Linked DNA regions of Mus musculus: region 1 is linked to region 2. Evidence: chromatin contacts called from public HiChIP or PLAC-seq data. All regions are on one chromosome and are shown on one strand. The core of a region is the stretch at or near the end of the contact, and the rest is flanking DNA. Distances in the headings are between cores, read along the strand shown.

Region 1 (5,809 bases), core at 1,143-3,642, 68 kb before region 2:
TCTACAAAGTGAGTTACAAGACAGTTGGAGCTACACAGAATTCCTGTCTCCAAAAACTAACCAAACAAACAAATAAAATCTATTCTTGAAAAAAATGGATCATATACTGTAGACTGGAACTCAGGAAAAAAGGATGTCAGAGTCCAAAATTATACTGATCAATACCCATCTAGTGACTTACTGACAAGTCACTATGTGACTCAGGCTGTCCTTGAACTCATCATCCCCCTGTCTCATCAGCCCTCCCAGATTTACAGGATTACACTACCTTCACTGGCCATTTTTTTTGTTACTTAACCAAGAGCAAAAGGTTTATCTCTAATTTGTTTACTTTTTTTTTTTTTTTTTTTGGTTTTTGAGACAGGGTTTCTCTGTGTAGCCCTGGCTGTCCTGGAACTCACTTTGTAGACCAGGCTGGCCTCAAACTCAGAAATCCATCTGCCTCTGCCTCCTGAGTGCTGGGATTAAAGGTGTGTGCCACTACGCCTGGCCCCATTTGTTTACTTTGAAGTCACAAATTTACACTGAAGCTGAGGGCAAAAGATATACATTAATTAACTAAGTAAATAACGTTTAGAATAAAAGCATAGATAGATATAGAGTTATAGAGATAGCATGGAGTTGCCTCCATACCTGCACTGTGTGCCTGTGGTATCCCAAAGTTGAAGCAGATGTCTCCCTCAATAGCTCCCCACTTGATTTCCTGAGGCAGTCTCTCACAAACCGGTTAGTCCAGCTAGTTGGGTTACTCCTGGGCTCCCTTCTCTGCCCTGAGCACTAGGGTTACCTGTGGGCTGCAACTCCCTGGAATCTGAACCTCTCCCTTATGCTAGCAAGGCAAGCATTTAATCAGGGCCCAAAACAGACTTTAAAGTGTTACATATAAAAGAAAGCCACTGCCTGATGAGATGATAACACAGTCTGAAACTTGTGATAGAGGAAAAGGTAAGAAAGAAGAAAATGAATGTTCTCCACTTAACCTTTAACATTTAAGCAAGCATCTGAAGTGTGTGGTGAGCAGCCTTCAGGCAACCACAACCAAAAAAAGGAAAGGAAGAAGAAATGACAAAGTGATGAAGAAAAAATTAGCTATTATACCAGAGAACACAAGAGGATGAAAATCAGTTTATTCCATCAGACTAAAATAAATCATATGATGATATTAATCGATGCAGAAAAAAAGCATTCAACCAAATCCAAGTCATTTATGTTTGAAGCCAAATTAGGGCTGCAGAGTCAGTCAGTGGTGGTGCACACCTTTGATCCTAGCAGGAGTAAATCCCAGAGAGGTGGATCTTTGTTGAGTTTGAGTCCAGTCTGGTCTACAAAGTGAGTTCTAGGACAGCCAGGACTACAGAGAGACCTTGTCTTGAAAAAACAAAACAAAACTTAGGACTACAGAAGAATTTCCTTGATTTGACACACAAAACTAGGAAGAAAAGTATGGGGTCAGAAAACAAGACTCTAAGGACACACAGGGGACAAGCTGCTCCTTGCAGCAAAGTTGCTAAACAGCAAGTGAAGCTGAGGCAAAAACAAACAAGCAAATAAACAGGTTAAAGAAAAGAATAAGAGGGACCAGAGAGGTGGCTCATCTGTTAAGAGCAATTGTTGCTCTTCCAGTAGACCTGAGTCCAGGTGCCAACACCCACGTGGTGGCTTCCAGCCATCTCTAACTCCAATTCCAGGGCATCTGAGACTCTTTTCTGATCTCTTCTGGCAGCAGACACGCATGCAGTGCACATACATGTATGTGTAGGCAAAATTCATACATAAAATAAAATAAATCTGAAATTTAAAAATCATTGGAGAAAAAAGGAAAAGAAAGTAAAGGATAAGCAAATAGAGGAAGAGGAGGAGGGGAAGAAGTTTTTGGGAAAGAAAAAGATCTATTTTTATTATCCAAAATTGAAAGTTATGGTTAAGATATCAGAAATTTCACTCTGGGATGAGTGTGATCTCTTGTGCTAGCTCAAACCAGAGAGCTCCGGATTCTTCTATTGGGAGAGTGCCTGCCTTTGTCTCAGGAAATAATTAGGAAGCTAAGAAGAATTAAACCCAAGATTTAGGGCTTACTAACTGCTGTCTCACAAGAACATGAAACCGAAGACCTTTAGCCCCTGGGAGTACTGATTACAACGTGATTAGCAGATTACTGTGAGATTAGCCGCCTTTTCCGCCTTTTCGCAGAAGTTGGTGGGAATCCTTCCAGGCAGTAAGGGACAGAGGTGGCAGATGGTTTTGTTATACCCACAGACACTTTAAAATGCAGAGTAAAGGACAGTCAGCTTTTCATTTTTATCTCCTTTTTAAAAAGCAGGGGGTGGGGAGAGAAGCTCTTGAAGGGAGAGGGAGCACCGCTTCTGCTTCCGGTTGGGGTTGGGTAGGTTTCTGGGACCTCCTCCGAGTGACCAGACTGCAACAACCTGTGCTCGCGGCTCCCAGACAATGAAACTTGACCGCTGGGGTGCTCATTTGAGCCTTTATACAGCAATGAAAGCCCTTTGAAAAGAATTTAAGATACGACCTAACCTACCTGGCTCAAGGTTGAGACATGCGCAGAAGGACACGGAGCATTTTGATGCTTACTCCCGTACTTGGATATGCAGATGACTTATTAATGATTGAGGCAGTAAAAGCCATCTTTTGAATGTTTGGGGCTTATGTCTTAGCAGTTGGTTGTAAAATCAGCTTCGGAGCAGCTCTTTGTGGGCTAGCACAGGCAAGTAGGAGCAAGTAATTGCCCTGGAAAGACCATTTTTCAAATGAACCAGTTGTGAGTGTACTTTTTTTTTTTTAAGTCAAAACAGTGAAAAATCAAATTGGAAATAGATGTAGCAGATAAGTTGGTGTCCTCTGGCAGATTTGGAAGCAATTTTATTATAGTGAATGTGTTATTAATCAAAACTGTTTCACATTGCTTTGAGCCGTATGGAAGTAATTCACTGTTTCCTTTACTGTCCATTTGCCATGTGTTTGAGGGAGCTGGCAACGTTCCCTTCCAAAGTTACCTTAATGAGCTGATTGAAGACAAGATTCTTTGCATGGCCACTGTGAGTGACATGGTTATCTTAATGTGTAAGAAGAATCTATGGGAAAAAAAAGGTGTCCAAAAAAAAAAAAAATCCCCAAACAGTTTTGTAATCCTCCAGCACACTTAGGAAGCACACATGCTCCCGGATTCCTAGTCAGCAGCTGCAAGCATCATTCTGTAATCTTTTGAAATCCTTCAGTGTGATGAAGAGACTTGGCTGCAGGGGGCTGTTCTAGTATATCAGGTGCTCCTGAGGGAAGCTGGTGTGAGGGAAGAGCCGGCATGTGAGAGACAAGAGCCAGTGTTTCCTGGACGATGTCCATAAATGTTTGTCATTCCATCTTCCTGCCTTAATTTCTTCACCTGAAAAAGCTATTAATAGGAATTGATGTTTATTGTGTCTGTCTCTATGTCAGACACGGTGTAAACCCTTCCGACAAGAGTTTTTCATCTTCAGCAAGACTCTTGTCAATGATATTATCATTCCTGTTTTATAGAGCAGCAAGCAGAATGGTGGTAATAAAATAGATCAAAATCTCCATAATGATTTATCATTAAAATGTAAGCTATGCCAGGAGTGGCACAGACTTGCTTGCAATCACACGAGAGACTTTCCCATTGGAGCTGGCTAGCTTGAGCTGCATAGCTAAGTTCTGTCTCCAAAAAGAGTAAAAATTTTTTTGTTTTTTAATATATAATCCAAGCTATCAAATAATTTGAGTCTTGCATAGAGGAAGAATGAAGGACCCCGATGGATGTGGTGGTGCATGCTTTTAATCCTAGCACTCTAGAGGCAGAGGCAGGCAGATTTCTGTGAGTTTGAGACCAGCCTGGTCTACATAGCAAATTCTGAGTCACAGAGTTACATAATGACACCCAATATCATCAGAGAAGAAGAAAGAAAGAAAGAAAGGAAGAAAGAAAGAAAGAAAGGAAGGAAGGAAGGAAGGAAGGAAGAAAGGAAGGAAGGGAAGGAAGGGACAGAAAGAAAGAAAGAAAGAAAGAAAGAAAGAAAGAAAGGAAGGAAGAAAGAGAAAGAGAAAGAGAAAGAGAAAGAGAAAGAGAAAGAGAAAGAGAGAGAGAAAGAAAAGAAAAGAAGGAAGAGAGAAAAGAAAGGAGAAGCTAAAGTAAAAGTTTCTTTCTAAAAGTGGAGAGAAGGTCCCATGAAAGCAGGATCCTAGCATTAGCAAAGGGCCACAGGGATAGAAAGGGGTAGGTGAGGGTGATGAAGAACACACATGATCAAGGTAAACCATTTGCATATAGTAGAATATCACAGTAAAGCCCAATACTTTAAAAAATCACATTGTATCTTATAATGATATGCAACTTTTCTTCAATAAAAAAATGAGATTTTGATGCCAGTGCTTAGATAGCACAGTGGGGGAAAGGTGTCGATGCACAGAGTGGGGTGGGGTGCTGTGCATCGGTAGTCCTAGCGCGAGGTAGAGACAGGAGAATTTCCCAGAAGCCTATGGGGAAAGAATGTTTTAGCTTCTTTCCAAATGCTCCTGGGTTAGTTGATCTCTGCTTGTCTGTCTATCTATATGTCTGTCTGTCTCTCCCCTGTTTCTCTCTGTTTCTGAATCTCTCTCTCTACACACATATATGAAAAGCACACCTTACCTCTGATCATGGGCAATATTGATACTAGATAAATTTAATTCAAAAATTGAAATAACACACATGTGAAGAAGGCATCGAATATTCCCACCGCAGGACATGGTGCTGCTCACCTCTCATCCCTGCTACTCAGAAAGCTGAGGCAGACAATTTTAATTTAACTCCTACATAGACTACACAAGGAGTTAGAAGCCAGCTTGGCAATGTTGAGTCCCTGTCTCAAAATCAAAAATGAAAGAAAAATGTCTACTACTCTAATTCAGAGGTAGAGCATCCCACCTAGCATGTATGACATCCTGTTTCAATCCTAGTATCTGTGGAAAAAGAAAAAATATTTTCATAATGTTGATATATATAATGGTTTCTTAAATAAGACTTAAAATCACCAACTAGGGGCTGGACGTCTGGCTCCTCTTGGATCCTTAGCATGATCAGCACACACACACACACACACACACACACACACACACACACACACCTGCCATAAATGTAAAGGCTGATAAGTTAGACTGTATTAAAATGAAAAGTGATGTGTGTCAAAAGACATTAAAATATTAAAAAGGAATCCATATGTGTAATATCCAAAACCTGCCTATAAAGCGGTGGTTCTCAACCTTCCTAATGCTTCAACCTTCAATACAGTTCTTCATGTTGTGGTGACCACCAGCCATAAAATTATTTTGTTGTTACTTCATAACTGTAATCTACTTCTAGTGTGAATCATATCTGATGTGTGACCCTGGGGGTTGCAACCCAGAGATTGAGAACCTCTGTTATATAGCAATAGAAAACTGTAAATGATCCAATAAAACATGAGTAGACACCTTTATAAGGCACTTCATTAAAAAAAAAAAATACCCAAGCTGGGCACTGGTGGCATACACCTTTAGTCCCAGCATTCGGGAAACAGAGGCAGCTGGATATCTGAGTTTGAGGCCAGCAGTGGGGTCTACAGAGTGAGTTCCAGACAGCCAGGGCTATGAAGAGAAACCCTGGCCCGAAAAAACAAACAAACAAGCAAAAAAATATCCAAAATAGATGCTTAATTTTACTAATGGCCAGGAAATGTATATTAAAACCAAAATGCAAATTAAAACCACTGCACATTCATTAGAATAGCCAAGATTATTAGAACCGATAAACAAGTCAAGT
Region 2 (5,910 bases), core at 1,254-3,753:
AGTGACAACACCACTCTTAATCAATTCTTAATGATGTCCAATCAGAAATTTAGTCATGATTGTCTTGTATGTTTGTTTTCCTATGATCAGAGATAGAGTCCTCTAGTGTGCTTGAATTTCTGATTTCAAGGCAATTGAATGAATTGTTAATTAAGTCTATTTAGGGAGATCTCATTGGAAAGTGAAGGGCTATTCAACAGATGGGGTATGTTCATGGGGAAAAAAAGAATGCTGTGTTCCATTGCAGACATGGCCTAGGGTGAACACTGACCCTGGGGATTCCAGAGAAACACAGGTCACAGTCAATGGGACATGTGTTCTTACCTCTCCAGGTCTTATTACCCCTTTGAGTATAACTCATAAGAAAAGAAGCCCCACACCAGATGGAAATACAAGAGAACTAGACAAATATCTCAGCTCGCTAGAATCCATCTTAGGGATCCTCTAAGAAAAGTCAGGTAGGGGGAAGTGGGAAACTGTAATAGGTTTGGAGGGGATTCATTCCAAACTGTGATATAGTTATCACTGAGGGATGAGGGCACAGAGACATGGAGCGCCAACTTTACAGTTAGAGGTATGAATGTCAGAAAAATGACTCCGAGAACTACAGGAAGGATCCACAGCTGAGGCTAGAAGGCTCAGTGTGCATGTCTACACCATGACCTCTCAAGGTGTGTGATCCTCAGAGGCCTGCTACTCGAGGGACTAAAGATGACAAAGCTATCAGGGGAGCTTTTAGGGTCCCAGCACAGAGACAGATGTTGTCCTGGCCATCTTGACTCAAGCTTTCCTCAGGCCTTCCAAGTCCACGGTCCTTAAACTGAAGTGCAGCCTTCAGAATAAGGAGCAGAAATAGCCACAAGGAGGGTGGAGCCAGCTTGCTCTGAGGGGCTTTTTGTCTGGTGATTCTGTGACTAAAGATAATATTTGTTTATCTTGTAGTTTAACTTGTGTCTTGTAATCCAGCAAGCTAGAGAGAAAAATGTGGAACTACAAGTGAGTTAGTGAGCGATCCGATCCGTCGTACAGGGTATAATTTGCAGGCCTGGGACAGGCTGCAAGAACACAATCAGCAGTTAGGAGAGAATGTGGTTTTTCTGCACTCTCTCCAAGCCGACAGAAGGATAACTTGAAAGTGCTGATTGCAAAGAGCATTTGCTACAGACTCAGCTGCTTCACTCACAGAAACAACTGTATTGGAAACACGGGTTTTTTTTTTTTTTTTTTTTTCCTCAACACTCTAAATTCCTACATAGTTAGATAATACCATAAAACTAAAATCCTTCCAGAGTGCTCCAAAGCCACAGTAAATGGAAGACTTTAAACTTGTCAACCAGACATCAGAACGTGATTAAGGCAGCTCTAATACCATGTCAGCTGTTATACCAGAGTCAGCTGTTATACCAGAGGGATGGGGACGCGTGGAGCATCAAGAAGATGGCTCAGTGGGTAAAGCCTTGCACACTAAAGTCCGTTGACCTCAGTTAGATTCCCCAGAACCCACATAAAAAATCCAGAGGTGGTGGTGCACATCTGTAGTCCTCAAACACCCACAAGGAGGCACGAAGTGAAGACAGAGGAATCACCTAGAAGCTCACAGGTCAGCGAGCTGAGTAAACAGAACCTTAGAAACAAGAGAGACCCTGCTTCAAACAATAGAGGAGGGAACCAAGTCCTCTGGCCTACAGCAGGGCACAGATGCATCAGAGTTACTAAGGTGACATAAAAGTACCAGCGAACACACTAATGATCATAAGTAAAATTAGTTATTCTCTACGACTGGAATGAAAGAGCCACTGTGTTTGCCTGTCATTTCCGCTGTTCAGGAGGCTGAGGCAGCAAGATCACGTGAGCTCAAGGGGTTAAGGCAAGCAGTGGGCATCTCAGCCAGCTCTTGCTCCCTACAGAGAAAAGACAGACAGCCAATGAGATGACTAAGGGGGAAAGGACATTTGCCACCAGCAAGCTTGATGATCTGAGTTCAATCATTGGGGATCCACGCAGTGGAGAGAGCAGACTGCAGCAAGCAATCTGCCTGACCTCCACACCCATGTCTTGGCAGGCGCGAACTTCCCCACCCCCTGTCGTACGCCCCACTCCACCTCACCCCACCCCCGCGCTCGCACAAACATACGCAGGCAATTTCAAAAGAAATACGTAGATAGAAAGAAGAGGAGAGAGAAGGGGGGAAATGGGGGAGGGGGAACTAAAGAGTTCAGGCCCCAGGATTTAGCTCAACCGGTAGAGTACTTGTGTAGCACGCATAAAACCCTGGGTTCAGTCCCCAGCTCTGCATAAAGCAGATGTTGTGATCCCTGCGTGTAATCTCCACTACTAGTGAGACCAGCCTGGGCTACATGAGATCATGCGTCAAAATAACAAGGAAAGAAAGATGGGAGCAAACAAAGCGCAGAGAAATTGCAGGAAGGAGTCAACTCGGCCGGCCGAGTCTGAGTCTGTCCGAGTCCGGCAGAGAGTTCCTCCTCCCTGCCGCTGGCTCCTCCTCGAGCTCTGGCCACAGGCTAGGCTCAATAGTATTGAAGTGGCGCCAACAGCCAGTTAGCAAAGCAGCGGGGCAGCAAATTGATTATACAGTTAGCTGTGGAAAAACCGAATTTCTTTATTAAGGGAAAATGAAATCCGGTTAATTGATGCTGCCACGACCCTACCCCCACCCCACCCCCCACGTGCCAGTTACCCCACTGCCTCTTTTGGCTCTTTCACTTCGCTGTGAGGCTGAAACGCGGCCAAAAAAAAAAAAAAAAAAAAAACCGACAGAAGCTTTACTCATTTAAAAATAAGGCAGGTTTTGAGCCGTCCCCGCCCCGCCCCGCCCCGCCCCCCCCCCCCCCCACTTTGCATGATGATTTTTCCAGCTACAATTACTGTAACTCACTCATTATAGAGGATAGCATGGCAGGCAAACAGGCAAGGGGGGGAAAAGTGTGGTAAGACAGTTGGCAGGATGTGAATTGGGAGCCTTTGCCATCTAATTTTAAGCAGTATTTATAGAGAGCACCCATAATACAGCATTCAATGTCTCACAGAAAATCTCTTAAGTAGTAGAAACATTTACTGAAGTCATTAGTGCAGCTCATGGACACCAATGAGGGAAAAAATTAATAAGGCTGCTAACTCCAAATTGAAAGGACAGGATCTAGGTGGGTACATCTTCATGGTGTGATCTCCAATTATAAAAACCACACGCCGGGGTTACCTCCAGACTCTAAGATGACACTGATGATTCACACAGTCCCAGAAAGCTTGCCAAAGATGAGCATTGTATGTACAGTTTTCCTTTCTAAGTCCTAAAACAGCTCCAGCTTGCGAGCACTTGCCAGACTCCTCCTTTGGGATCACTGGGAATTCCCAAATAGTTATAAGACATAATATAGAAAGAGTATGTATGCCCTTTGTCCAGGCTCCTTGAAAGCAACATCCTGTAGTTATAGCACAAATCTTATCACCAGGAAATGTGCATTGGTAAAAAAATCTAGCAGGCTTCTATGCATCCATTAAGTCTTACATGCTTGTATGTGTGCAAGCTCATAACGTGTATGTGTTCATGTCAGCATCATCAGTCAAGATACATCCCAAGTCCACGTGAAGACCAATCTTGCTACTTACTCTCTCAAAGCCTGGCCACCATCTTAGACCACTAATACGTTTCCATCTCTGAATGCGGTCATTTCAAGGATGTTGTAGTGAGTGGGACCATACATCTCAAGACTGACTTTTCATTTGCTACCAATTCATTGAGATTCATCAAAGTTGTTGTATATATATATATGTGTGTGTGTGTGTGTGTGTGTGTGTGTGTAATTTACTCCTTTTCATTGTTGAATAATATTCGATGCATGGATGGATTATTTGTTTAATCACTCATCTTTTGAAGGAATTGTGAGTTGTCTTCCAAATTTCGGTCGTCAGAAGTAAAATTATTGTAAAGATTTGTATATAGGTTTTATGTAAGCATCAATTTTCATTTTCCTGAGACAAATGCCCAGAATAATTTTCATATGTTGTGTGTGTATACACTGTGGTGGTTTGAGTGTGTTGTGTGTGTGTGCACTGTGGTGGTTTGAGTGTGTTGTGTGTGTGTGCACTGTGGTGGTTTGAGTGTGTTGTGTGTGTGTACACTGTGGTGGTTTGAGTGTGTTGTGTGTGTATACACTGTGGTAGTTTGAGTGTGTTGTGTGTGTGTACACTGTGGTGGTTTGAGTGAGAAATGTCCTTCACAGGATTCAGATATTTGAATAACATTTGGTCCTAAGTTGGTGGTACTGTTTAGGAAGCTAAGAAATATTCAGGAAGTGAAGCCTTTCTGGAGGAAGTATGTCACTGGAGGATGGCCTTGGAGAGTTTATAGCCTAGCTTTGCTTCTGGTTGGCACCCTAGACTTCCTGTGTGTCTCTCAACTTCCTGCTTTAGCAACCAGCTCATCCCTCTCCCTGAAATTATGGACTCCTTTTCTGGAACAGTAAGCCAACATGAACTCTTCTCTCTGTAAGTTGCCTTGGTCATGGTGAGCTAACACAGCAACAGAGAAGTGCCTGATGCAGCAATGTAATTAGTGTGATCATTGTCTTAGACAGGAGATAAAATATTGGGATCTGTAAGACGGTGTGGTGTTTAAGAGCTTGCTCTGGGGCTGGAGAGATGGCTCAGTGGTTAAGAACACTGACTGCTCTTCCAGAGGTCCTGAGTTCAAATCCCAGCAACCACATGGTGGCTCACAACCATCTGTAATGGGATCTGATGCCCTCTTCTGGTGTGTCTGAAGACAGCAACAGTGTACTCATATACATTAAATAAATAAATAAATAAATAAATAAATAAATAAATAAATAAATAAATAGTTTGCTCTGCTCTTGCAGAGAACCTCAGCAGGCTCAGCATCTTGTTCTGGTCTCCAGGCATGTGTGGCACACAGTGTGCAGCGCACACACGCAGTGTACAGTAGACACAGTGCCAGAGAAAGCAAAGCAAAGACTGTATCATAATATAGTAAATCAGGGCGATTGTCCAACACTTGGGAGTCAGCAGCAAATACATTGGGTACCTAAATATTATGAAAACCATACTAAAAATGGCCCACAGTAAAAAGGGGATAGAATTAGCTACTTGGCAGCATGGAGTCTCTGACTATAAGCAAGATGTTCTGCGTAGCAGTTTCGCCTCCTCTCAGTTGAAGGCAGCTCAGAGTGGAATGTAACCGTCCCTGAACCTGCTTAGAGAAGCCCACTCAATGAATAATGTGAAGCATGGTTTAGGTTTCTCTCATGTGCCAGGCATAACTATCAGATGTCCGCACTGGCCCTGTCCTCAGGGACTCCTTCCTAGTGAGTCTGCTGCTAAAGGAGTCACACTTTGGTAGCCACTGCACGAGTCACAGCCCTAAGTAGCAACAGTATGTTGCACAAGTGAGACAGATGCCCAGGGACCTGAGCTGGGCCTGAAGCGACAGGATCGAAACAAAGACTACAAGAGGAAGATAAATCTTTGACAGTCGGCAGAGGCAGAGGCAAAACCATCAGATGGAGCAGGAGAGGTGGTTCGGCAGTTAGGAGTACTTGGTGTTCTTCCAGAGGACCCCAGTTTGGTTCCTAGTATCCATAATTGTCTGTAACTCTGGCTTGAAGGGGTCTGACACCTTTATCTGGCTTGAAAGGACACCCAGACACGTGTCACACATGCAAGCACATACACATAAACAAAAACATTTTTTTTTCAAAACCAGTAGTTCCACATCTTTGATTCCCGCACTCAGGAGGCAGAACTAGACAGATTTTTGAGGCTAGCCTAGTCTACAAAGCAAATTTCAAGACAGACAGGACTAAACATAGAAACCCTGTCTTGGAAAACCGAAGGAAAATAAAAGCCAGTGTGGCGACTATTGTCTATAACCTC

The links. HiChIP or PLAC-seq counts read pairs in DNA pulled down with a chosen protein or histone mark.
Region 1: a BATF HiChIP or PLAC-seq map of CD8 T cells shows a contact between it and region 2, with 9 read pairs. The contact joins two enhancer-like sites. A contact is called at or near these places in 1 of 15 datasets of contacts at CTCF or cohesin (the NIH/3T3 cell line), 11 of 484 Hi-C or Micro-C datasets (CD4 T cells, CD8 T cells, the G1E-ER4 cell line and 5 more) and 7 of 115 datasets of contacts at active chromatin or transcription factors (CD8 T cells, bone marrow-derived macrophages, embryonic stem cells and 3 more).

Annotation. Positions count from the first base shown.
Region 1 is chr1:13,491,529-13,497,337 of GRCm38.p6, reverse strand. No RefSeq gene overlaps it. Among named protein-coding and RNA genes, the nearest start is that of Gm39595, 72 kb to the right of the region's middle. Within about 2 kb of position 2,392, at least 21 of the 459 cell types and tissues checked have an H3K27ac peak or open chromatin away from gene starts, as enhancers often do. A contact at or near this core is called in CD8 T cells, memory CD8 T cells and regulatory T cells, where this site is marked.
Region 2 is chr1:13,423,179-13,429,088 of GRCm38.p6, reverse strand. No RefSeq gene overlaps it. Among named protein-coding and RNA genes, the nearest start is that of Gm39595, 3.7 kb to the right of the region's middle. Within about 2 kb of position 2,503, at least 280 of the 459 cell types and tissues checked have an H3K27ac peak or open chromatin away from gene starts, as enhancers often do. A contact at or near this core is called in CD8 T cells, memory CD8 T cells and regulatory T cells, where this site is marked.